Linked DNA regions of Ovis aries: region 2 is linked to region 1. A link is a contact called in public Hi-C data. All regions are on one chromosome and are shown on one strand. Each heading gives the region's core, a stretch centred on a gene start, on an enhancer-like site or on the middle of the called end of the contact. The rest is flanking DNA. Distances are from core to core; before and after follow the strand shown. Region 1 overlaps PPFIBP2 (PPFIA binding protein 2). Region 2 overlaps PPFIBP2 (PPFIA binding protein 2).

Region 1 (5,524 bases), core at 2,241-4,740:
TCCTGTGTTCAGTTTCAGGAAACATGGACAGAGTGTCCACTTTCCATTGACTCTGTGCTCATTGCATTCTTACACCAACTCTCACAGGAAACCAAGGGATGAAGAACTATCCCTGTACATCACTGGGGAGAAAGCAGGAGCAGTGAAGGATTCGACTAAGGATAGACAGATGACGGCTGCCCTTATGGGGCTAGGGCACCCAGAGCCTTCCTCCAAGGGTCTGGACAAATCTTAATGTCCCCTAATTGGGACCATGTGAAAACAAAGAGGTGGTAAGGAGTGGTTTCCTTACCCGAAGTCCCTACAGAGCACTGTCCCTCTGCTTGGTTTCCACCCACAGAGTACGGAGACCTGAGGCCAGATGTGCCAAACGGTTTGTGGAGACTTGCAGTCAGGTGGCAGCTTCTCACAGCTAACTCAGGGCCTTGGAGCCCATGGGCTTATAATTAATGGTGACAGTGGCTTCAGAAAACATTAGCGTGTGCATGCGTGCCAGGTCTCTCTAGTAGTGTCCGACTCTGTGCGATCCTATGGACTACAGCCCGCCAGGCTGCTCTGTCCATGGGATTCTCCAGGCAAGAATACTGAAGTGGGTTGACATGCCCTTCTCCAGAGGATCTTCCTGACCCAGGGGTTGAACCTGCATCTCTTATGTCGTCTGCATTGGCAGGCGGGTTCTTTATCACAAGCACCACCTGGGAAACCCCTTAGCCCTGGGACTTGATCCAAATGCCTCTCATTTCTATAATGAAAAATGAAAGTATTAGCTCAGTCGTGTGCAACTCTTTGTGACCCCATTGACTATAGCCTGCCAGGTTGCTCTGTCCATGGAGTTCTCCAGGAAGAATACTGGAGTGAGTAGCCATTCTCTCCCTTCTCCAGTGGGTCTTCCTGAACCAGGGTTTGAACCTGGGGTCTCCTGCATTGCAGGCAGACTCTTTACTGTCTCATTTCCATAAGGGCCAGACTAATCTCGGAAGATAGTCTCTTAACTTTTCTTGCACCTTCTACACCCATTTCTCCCCTTCTTTGCAGATAAGGTGAAGTCTAGTTTCTGCTAGGAATCCACATGCCTGATTCTTGTCTGCAGGCCCCACAGTGGACACCAGTGATGTCCAGGGGCCTATCTATCATGGGAGAGCCCAGGTTCTTCTCTCTGAGGCCTCCGTCTGGGTGAGGTCATTTATTTACAACTCTACAGACCACCTGGCTGAGTGCCCCTCCCTGAATGCCAGTTCTCACAGAACAGGCCAGAAATGACAGGTGCTCTCTTATGCTTAGAGAGGTGTCTGTTCCAAAGCTGGGAAGTCTACAACAGTGCAGAGGCCCTGCATCTGACCATCAGAAAAAGTATGGTACTTCCATGGCCACTGAGACTGGAGTTGTGTGGCAAGAGGTTTGGGACAAAGTCATGCAGACCGGTGCCAAGCAGAGACGGGGTGCTCCACCTCCCTTAATGAAACCCAGGGACCAGGCCCTTATAGCCGCTGCACTGCTACCTTTAGGGACCGAGAAGCTTTGCACAGAAAACTAAAGAACTTTAACAAACAAGACAGGTTTCAATTGCAGGAAATTAGGATGACAGAATGACACAGACCCAGATCAAAACCTTGCCGTGGCCACTCTGAGCCTGTTTCCTCAGCAGAAAAATGAAGATAATAAATCAACACACCTCGCTGGGTTACTTCATGGCCCAAATGAGAAAACGTGTGCAAAGGGCTTGACACATCCTGGCACAAAGAGGGGTTCCAGACCTGGTGGTTATTAAATAACCCATAGTATCTCAAAGGTCTATGTGCCAAGGCAGAGCGCTTTGGTGATTTAAGAGCTACTTGGTTTTATAATAGAAGGCAGTATGTATAACTTAAAAGGTTTCACCAAGACAGGACTTGCTTGAGTGGATCAAGGTTCTGAGATGTTACAGAAACAGTGCTCCTAGAACTGGGGACTGGGATGCATAGAGCATACAAGGGACACTTAGATAAAGACAGACTAGATTGTCTAGTGCTGCTGCTGAATAGCTATAAGATCTGGGGAAAGTTACCTAACTATTCTGTGCCTCAGTTTCCTCATCAATAAAGTAGTTAAGAAAACTATTTACACTTATATATACATCAACATCACAGATATTTTTTTTTAAACAATATGGTATAAAATTGTGAATAAATTATCAATACCAAAAATTAACAGAGAGACCCCCCTTCCTCCAAAAAAAGAGAAATGCCTGGAAGGAAATATTAATAGTGGTTAACTCCTGGGTGGTATACTAGTGATTCTTACTCCTTTAAATTTTTGTGATTTAAAACTTATCTCTAATGATTATTATTGTTTTTATAATCATTTAAAGTTATAGAAAAATAAAACAAAGTATAAACTAGATGTTGGGGAAAAAAATTCTAAGATGAAAATGGGCTTCCCTGATAGCTCAGTTGGTAAAGAATCCTCCTGCAATGCAGAAGACCCCAGTTCGATCCCTGGGTTGGGAAGGTCTGTTGGAGAAGGGATAGGCTACCCACTCTAGTATTCTTGGACTTCCCTTGTGGCTCAGCTGGTAAAGAATCCACCCGCAGTGAGGGAGACCTGGGTTCGATCCCTGGTTGGGAAGATCCCCTAGAGAAGGGAAAGGCTACCCACTCCTGTATTCTGGCCTGGAGAATTCCACAGACTGCATAGCCCATGGGGTCTCCAAGAGTCGGACAGGACTGAGCGACTTTCACTTAGCAATAAGATGAAAATGCCTATGGGAGTACCTGGTGATGCCTGTGGGTGGCGCTGCAGAGCTCTTGGTGGAAAGGCAGGCATGTGTGCACCCTAGGTAGCCCAGTTCAGTTCCTCAGGCAAGAAAGTTGCTTCAGGGTTTTAAGGTTTCCTTCCCTTAACTCCAGATCGTCCTTCCTCTGCCCCCAAGGAAGTCTAACTCTGTATTTTAATGTGAAATTTCCTATTGCTTAAGTGCAAGCTAATTCAAAGTTTTAAAATACAATGTTCTGGCCAAGACAATAAATGTGTGGGCTGAATCCATTTCAATTAGTAGAGAAAATGAAAGAAGAAACAAAACAGGGAAGAATAACACTTATTTTGCAAAAATAATATATCACTGGTATCCTTTAAACAGCAGGCTCTTCAGTTCAATAGAAATATGGTTTGGTTTAAAAAAAAAAAAGACAAGTACATATTTTTAGGAATTGCTAAAAATAAAGCATGCCTCTTTTTAGAAACTGATTACTACAGGGACCGCTAAATTTAAAACAATGCAGCCAAGATAATGTTGGCATTCATCTGCCCTAAAACTCATCACTCATAGCGCCTCAGCCTGGGGGTTGCTGTGGGGCACAGAGACTTTGTGACTTTAGCAACTCAGAATCTTGGGGGCTTTCTCCAGGGGAAGAGCCCTCCTGGATTAGATCCATCTGCTTACACAATCTGCACACTGTTGCCTGTGCATACAATGGGGTCAATTCACATTTCTCAAGCGAAGGCTACTGCACACCCCAGGCTCAGACACAGACCCTCCCCACTGGGCTCAAAGCCTCTTCATGAACAGCAGGACTGCTTCTTACCTTGGTGGCCTTCAGTTTCCATTCGTACTGATTCCGTTCATTTTCCAACTCTTCCACCTTGATTTTAAGGTGCCGTAGCTCCTGCAGTAACTCCTAGACGAGTGAGCAAGACAGAGTTCTGATGGTTAAAGAGCAGGGTGTTGCCAGGATCTACAACCCTGCATAAGCACATGCACAGAGGATGACGCCAAGGCACGAGCCACCATCAGGCTCCGCACTGCAGCTGGCTCCGATCTTTAAAGATGGCCGGTCCTTGCTTCAGGAAGAGCTGTGTGCCCATTACAAAACAAAGGCCTGGAGTTTCAGACATAAGGAAGAGACAGTTTTTTCTTTTAGAATCTGCTCCCCTGCACCTTTCTAGCATCTGCATTCCCTGTCGGGGGTACCCAAACCATGCACACAAGTGTAAAGGGCAGGAGAGGTAGGGTTTGGGAGCAAGAGAAACAGAGATGCAAAAAACCAAACAAACAAATACAAGGCAGCTCCTTATGGACAAAGGGACGGGAAGCGTGCTAAGTGGGAGCATCTCTGCGCCTGGGAGTCAAGGAGCCTAAAGGGAGGGTCAGGGAGGAAGTGACAAGCCAGCAGGATAGAAATCAAACACTGCAAGGACAAATGCTAAAGTGTGACATGTAAAGGCTGGCCTGGCTGTTCTAGTTCAGAGGAGGGAGTTGGCTTGAAGAGAGGAGGAAGAGGGGAGGCGTCTAGGGAGAGGGCAGACAGGAAGCATGAGGGCAGACAGCCTGTTGGGCTGGAGCAGAGGATGGGCAGCTTTCAGTGGGAACTGAGGCCAGGAGATAAGGTGGGGCCTTACTGTAAAGGCTGTTGGATGAGAATATAAAGAATTCTGAAGCCATTCTTTAGATCGTATTATAGGAAGCCACTGAAGGTTGCTGAGTGGGAAGGTGATATTAAAACAACTTGCTGATGGTGGAGCTGGAAATCAGGCCTGTTATCTTCTGACCCCTGGGCCCCTGCTTTCTACAGTACCCCTTCAGTAAAGACATCACTGAGCACCCTTGTCCCAAACCTAGGGTCGTTTTAACAGACAAATGGTCCTGTTGATTGGTTTCATTCAGAAAAATTAGCATAAAGGTGATTACTTCCATAGACTTTCTGAACTCCAAACTCATGTAACTTTCCACTTAACATCTCCACATGGATGGCATCTGGGCCTCTTCCAACTGTCATCGCCCAGGTGGAACTCTCAGTTCCCCCTTTTAGATGTCCCTGTCTCACTAAATGGCATCTCCATCTTGCGCCAGAAACCCAGGATCCCTCCTTGGCATCTCTTTGGTCTTTCCACACTACATACGTAATCTACAGAGCCTTGTGAATTCTACCTTCACGGAAATTGCCTGAGTCTCTTGTTTATCTCCAGCTCTACTGTGGCTCCTCTGATCCAGCAGTCAGTGCTGACAGCCTGGACAGTCTCTGCCGGCTGGTTCTCTGTCGTCTTGCCCTTCTTGAATCCATTGGCCCCATGGCATCCAGGGGAACAATACGACTGAAGCCTAAGTCTGATCCTGGCCTTCCCTGCTCTTCAAAGGGCCTGAAATTTAACCCGTGACCAACACAGCCAGGCCTGACGCCGCACCCTGCCTGCCTCTTGTATTACTAGCTCTCCGCAGTTCTATTCCAGCCACACCCGTGCTTGTTAGTTCCATCTGACTTGGGCCCTTGCACCTGCAGCTCCCTCAGTCTGGAGCTGTCTGCCAGGTTAATCCCTGCCCATCGTTCAGACTGCCTTGAGCAAAGCTATCCCAACCACCATACTTCCTCAGATCTCCCTTCTATACTCTTGTGGTATCTGTATCATCTTTTACATCATTTGCATTTAAACATTTACCAGTGTGACTGCTAGTGGCTGGTTATCCGCCTATACTCTGAACTTCATGAGCCTTGCTAACCTCTGGCACATAGTCAAGTAGGCATTATTTCTTAATGAATGAACACATGCAACT
Region 2 (5,524 bases), core at 1,682-4,181, 51 kb after region 1:
AATGATCTTTGAATGAAAGAATGAGGCTCAAATGGTGAAACTGGCAAGATAAGCCTGAAACTACTTGGAGGGAATGAGCTCCCCAGAGGTAAAGATGCTTGACTCAGAGAAGAGAGATAGGGTCAGCTTCATCTATTAGCTCAACTCATGTGTGATGAATTGGAGGTTGGGGGGGCGGGGAGGGCAGGAAAAGGGGAGAGAGGGGAAAGAGAAGCGGGAGGGGAGGAGGAAGGGAGGGGGAGAGAGGGGAAGAGGAATGGGAGGGGACAGGGAGAAGGGGAGCACAGGAGGGGAGGAGGGAACGGGAGGAGAGGAGACAGACAGGAGGCAGGAGGGGAAGAGAGAAGAGAGTAGGGAAGAGGGGAGGAGGGAGGAAATCCAGATAAACTGCAGCTAAATTCTTGACATATTTTTATGGTACCTCAAGTAGTAATTCTTACCTCAGTTCTTTTTTTCCTTTGAAACCCTAAATTTTATATTGTAATTAACTCAATCCACAAATAGCACTCTAAAGGCATAGGATCAAACCCATAGCTGTGCCCCCTCACTCAGAAGCCCACCCAGCCAGAGGCTCCTCACAGTGAGTCACAGAGGGGCTTTGGGGGATCAGACAGGCTCTTGACTACATCCGTAAAATGTATACAAAGCACTATGAGTATGTATAAATCACTATTTCTCTGAAATAGTTTTCATCAGATCATCAAAATGATCCATGACTCCCAAAAGATTGAAAGCCTGGGTTTTAGCCCATCTAAGTAGTTACTTGGAAAGGATTAGGCTGCCCTTATTAAGCATGGTGGGGGTGGTCCCACTTCTACTGTACTGCCCTGCGAGGCAGAGCCTCAGGGACTCCCTGGATCCATCACTAAAGGGAGAAGTCTTCAGGAGCCACACAGGATACACCAATAAGATTCATTACGGTAACCCTATAGCCCTCAGAGCCTTCCCAAAAGCAAGTCAAGGTCAGTGAGACTCAATTCATTACTGTCTGGAACATGAGGCAGCCAGCTGAAGGCAAAGAGCAGGCACCTGATCATTTGCGGGAGTGAAAACACACCTATGAGGCCAGAGCCATCAGTGAATTCATCCCAGGGTCCAGCGGGGAGACCTCAGGAGAGCTGCTTATCTGGCTGGAATCCCACGTATGCGGGAATGACTGTGGATGGAGTTCTGAGATTTGCTCCTCCTGCTGGTGGCCAGGAATCAGGCACAACTATGGACAGAGAAGGGTCATGAGCTAGTCAGCTGACCTCTGGCCTGCATCCTGAGCTCCAGCTCAGGGCTGAGCCTTGGCCTCTGGGCCATGATGATAGGTGCCAGGACACCCTGATACATCAAACACAGGCTTATGTCCTTCAGCAGGCATGCTGCACCGTGAGCCTACCTCTGGGAGAGGAAGGGACGGCCTGAGGACCGTGGGTGGTCCTTTGGGCTGCAAGGTCCTGCTTGTGCAACAGCATCCTGGCCCCATAGCCCAGGTACCCACAGTGTCCAGGCATGAAGACCCGTCTCCAAAATGGGTAACAGAAGGGGCGGCACACTCTGCCTGTAGAGGGCCAGATGGCAAACGTTTCAGGCTTGCGGGCCATATGGTTTGTTACAGTCGACTCTCTCATTTACAGCACAAAAGCAGCCACAGCTAATGTGGAAGCCAGTGAGGGTGGCTGTGTTCCAGTGACACTTTATGTGTGTGTGTGAACAGTAAGATTTAAATTTCACATCATTTTCACATCACAAATTAGTCTTCTTGTGATTTCCCATCAATCACTGGAAATCACAAAAAATCATGCTTGGCTTTCAGGGAATAACAGATAGGCAGCAGACCAAATACAGACCCTAGATTGCTGACCCCCGGGTGAGGATGATGTCTCTCTATAATGAATCTCCAGGGACAGAGGGCACTCTTGTAAAAATGCAGATTCAGGCCCAGCAGGTTGGGAATCGGGCCCGAGACTGGGCATCGCTAACAGTCTCCCCATCCTGCCAGTCTTAATGACTATATTTGAGGAGTAAAAGGAAACTATTTTCAGAAGTTCCTTGGAGCACAGGCTACTGAGCAGTTTGCCTGAAGTACGACTCCTCCTGAACCTTCCTACCTGCCTGAAAGGGCAGGACGCCCAGCGCTGTGACTCTGGCATGCCCTCTTTGCAGGCAGAGGGTGGGCGGGTGTCTACATGCTCAGACCTCAGGTCATGCTAACCCGGCAACACCGCCCACCATGTCCCCTGGGCCCGGAGCAGGAAACTGAGCGGGGAAGGATTTATTTGCTCTCCCACCAGTGTTTGCACATTCTTGCTCATTTATAAACATTGGTTCTTAGGGGCTGAACTAGTCTCGAGTCAGGTCTGAAAGAATCCAGATCTCCAGAATTTTAGTAAGGTGCAATTACTTGGAAGAGGGCAAAAAAAAAAAAAACACCCAAATTCAGGAAAATTAAAACTGCTAAGTTTGCAATGGCTAAAGGCCCCAGTTTGGGGTGTTATGCCAGGAAAAAAAAAACTTTCAAAATCCCCAAGGTATAGGAAACCTCTCTAGGACAGGGCCTGAAAAACACAGGTCAGGAAATGGAGAGCCATCCTAAGTAATAGTGTGCTAGTAAAAGGCACTGGGATTAAAGGTGTCTGGAGAGAGCTTCTTAGCTTTGATAATGGAAGGTCAGACCTCTGCTCCCAGGACCAGCAGTCATCCCTCTGGTCTCCTCCCCCAAGGAGAAGGGCGGGGGCACAAGCAGTGGAGGCATCCCAGGCCTATCCTTTGTCCACTGGCTTCCAAGGAAAATAATTCTTTTTGCCAGCTGACTCAGGTACACTGTCCAGCAACTTCACTAATGAGAGGAGCTTATGTCCTCTTTCAACGTGGCTGGCTGGGGGTGAGCGGAAGCAGGCAGTTATTTTTCTCACAAAGCGGGTTCCTGAGCTTTAGACTTTCCAGCATTTGTCCCTGACTCCCACCTAGTGGCTTTTTCCAGTACTGCACAGAGACAAGGGCCCTCCTCCAACCCGCACACCAGGCATCAGGAGAGAGGACAGGAGAGAAAGTACCTACAAGTCTGAGCTCTCAAGTTCACACCTATAGCAGGACACACACTGGAAACTGACTCACAAAGCCTTCATTTTTTTTTTTTTTTAATGAAAAACAATCACCAAATTTCCCCTTTTCTAACATCCAGAAAGCCAACATTTTCCTATATAATTCCTGCCTGTAACTTTTCAAAATGAACGCATTTGCCACACAAATACCCCATCCATCCATCTCTCACTCCAGGCCCTAGGTGGAGGACAGAGATACAGAGAATTGCAGGGCAAGCTGACGGCTTATAATTCATAAAACAGCTTCCTCCATCCTTTTTTTTCTCCCCCTAAACTCTGGCTTTTCAATATGGTGAACAGATTTGCTCCTCTGGCCAGAATGAAAGACTGCAGGCTGACTCTGGCAGGAACGCAGGGGCTTTGTTTGAGGAGCCGCCATCTGTGACAAGGTGGCTGAGCGGATGGGGGCTGGTGGGGGGTGGCCATGTGCCCTCCTGGGTCTGGTTTATTTCCTTATTTCTGGAGAATCTGGTTAAGAAGGTAACTGAGGGCACATGAATATCTGATATATAGACGGACAGAGGTGAGACCTAAGATGGGATTCACCTCCCCGGACCAGCTGAGCAGGCTCAGAGGAGGCTCCCCGGTCAGGGCATCCCATTTCACCGCTCCAGAGATGACGGCTTTGGCTGAGCCCTGACATGGAGCAGCTATACCAAGAGAGGTTCCCTAATTTGTCTCTACTTTGCAAACTTAAAGGTCCAGACTGAGGGACTTCTCTGGTGGTTCAGGGACTAAGAATCCACACTCCCAATGCAGGGGGCCCAGGGTTCAATCCCTGGTCAGGGAACTAGATCCTGCATGCCGAAACTAAGACCCAGCACAGTTAAATAAATAAATATATTTTTAACAAAAGTCCAGACTGAGGAAGGCAGGGACTGATGGTTACCAGGGGGCTGCTCTAAAGCCCTTAAACTGCAGAACTGGAATGCGTGGCCAGATCCTACAGAGGTATTGTCAAACCAGCTGTCATTTCCGGTAGGGAAACTGAGTCCCAGAGGAGGGAAACGAAGTCCACTCACATCCACATGAGGGTGGCATAGAGCTGGCCTTTTGGCTCATCCCTCCCTCCCACACTGCCTCACCTGGTCCATTCCCTTCCACCTGCCTGAACACGCTGAGCAGGACACCTGCAGCCTGGCCAAGGAGAGCCTGGGTTCCCCTGGGAGGCCAGGCCTGTTCCATGAACCCCACTTCCAGAAAGTAGCACAGAATACAGTCCCTCTGGAGGGTCTCTGCCAAGCTCTCCCCTTACCCACCCTCCCCTCTGCTGCTTCTGGGTTTGTCTTTGCTCAGACTTTAGTCCCTGAAACCTCAGGTTTTCACCAAAAAATCCCGTGGACCCACATCTGAAGTGATTAAACAGTGGGACAGTCCGATGCCTTGTGGATGAAGAATGTGTGTACCCGGCTATTAGAGAAGCCCCCAGAGATGCTCCATCTGGAGACTCTGCTGGCTCTAGTATTGCTTGGGCACCTCCCAGGAACCAGGCTCACTGGGTCTAATCACCCCTCCCTTTCTCACTCAGTTCAGTTCAGTCGCTCAGTCATGTCTGACTCTTTGCAACCCCATGGACTGTGGCACACAGGCTTCCCTGTCCATCACCAACTCCCAGAGTTTGCTTAAACTCATGGACATTAGGTTGGTGACGCCATCCAACCATTTCATCCTCTGTTGCCCCCTTCTCCTCCTGCCTTCAATCTTTCATAGCATCAGAGTCTTACTGGTTGGCTTCTCACTAGTTGGCTGTTTCCAGCTCCTTATGGGCTCCACTCCCCCTGAGAGCTTCACCCCTAGGTCACCACAAGCTTACCTGCACGGAGGGGAAAGAGGCGGCCTCTTTTTGGAACTCGCCTCCATTCCCGTCACAGCAGAGATGCTGTAGCCTTCTGGCATGGGCCTCAGCTTCATCTCCTGAAAGTCCTGACCCTGAGCTTGGCCTGGTCTGCCAGCCATGAAAGAGGGTCTCAATCTTATACTGTCAAAGGCTGGCCTCATTGATGCTACTCTGCAGGCCAGGCTCCATGAAGCCTGCTTGTCTTGGACTTCAGGAACCTTTCCTGTACAAAAGCCCTGTCCAAAGCTCCGTGGTGTGCCACCAACTTTGAGGATAAGCCCAGAGTTCAGACACAGATACTGAAACTGTGCCCCACAGAGTTTACAGAAGCTAATAATAGAAATTCCTGAATTTGTCTTATAGAACAACACATAAGGGAATAGCTTGTTAAAACTCTTTTGCTTATAAACTGCCCTCCTTGATTAAGCTGACTTGGTCTATTTCTTTCCTTCTATTTTCCTCCCTTTAATAGCATATCTTTCCAGCTTCACGCAGCCCAGCTATTTTCCAATTACTTGGAATCATTACCTGACCAGCATGAGCTGGGCAGGGGCTGGTTGGCACCAGCCTAAAGCTGAGTCTGTGCAGATGTCTGAAT

What was found. Hi-C and Micro-C count contacts between places; a contact is called where the count stands out from the background.
Region 2: a contact with region 1 is called in a Hi-C map of hypothalamus, with 4 times the contacts expected there. The contact joins two enhancer-like sites. A contact is called at or near these places in 7 of 16 Hi-C or Micro-C datasets (blood, hypothalamus, liver and 3 more).

The regions. Positions count from the first base shown.
Region 1 is chr15:44,753,716-44,759,239 of ARS-UI_Ramb_v3.0, forward strand. PPFIBP2 (PPFIA binding protein 2) reads right to left here. Exons shown (of 26, transcript XM_042233096.1): 7 at 3,561-3,653. Among named protein-coding and RNA genes, the nearest start is that of OVCH2, 99 kb to the left of the region's middle. Within about 2 kb of position 3,491, at least 6 of the 54 cell types and tissues checked have an H3K27ac peak or open chromatin away from gene starts, as enhancers often do. A contact at or near this core is called in hypothalamus, where this site is marked.
Region 2 is chr15:44,805,565-44,811,088 of ARS-UI_Ramb_v3.0, forward strand. All of the region lies in intron 3 of PPFIBP2 (PPFIA binding protein 2), which reads right to left. Among named protein-coding and RNA genes, the nearest start is that of PPFIBP2, 66 kb to the right of the region's middle. Within about 2 kb of position 2,932, at least 21 of the 54 cell types and tissues checked have an H3K27ac peak or open chromatin away from gene starts, as enhancers often do. A contact at or near this core is called in hypothalamus, where this site is marked.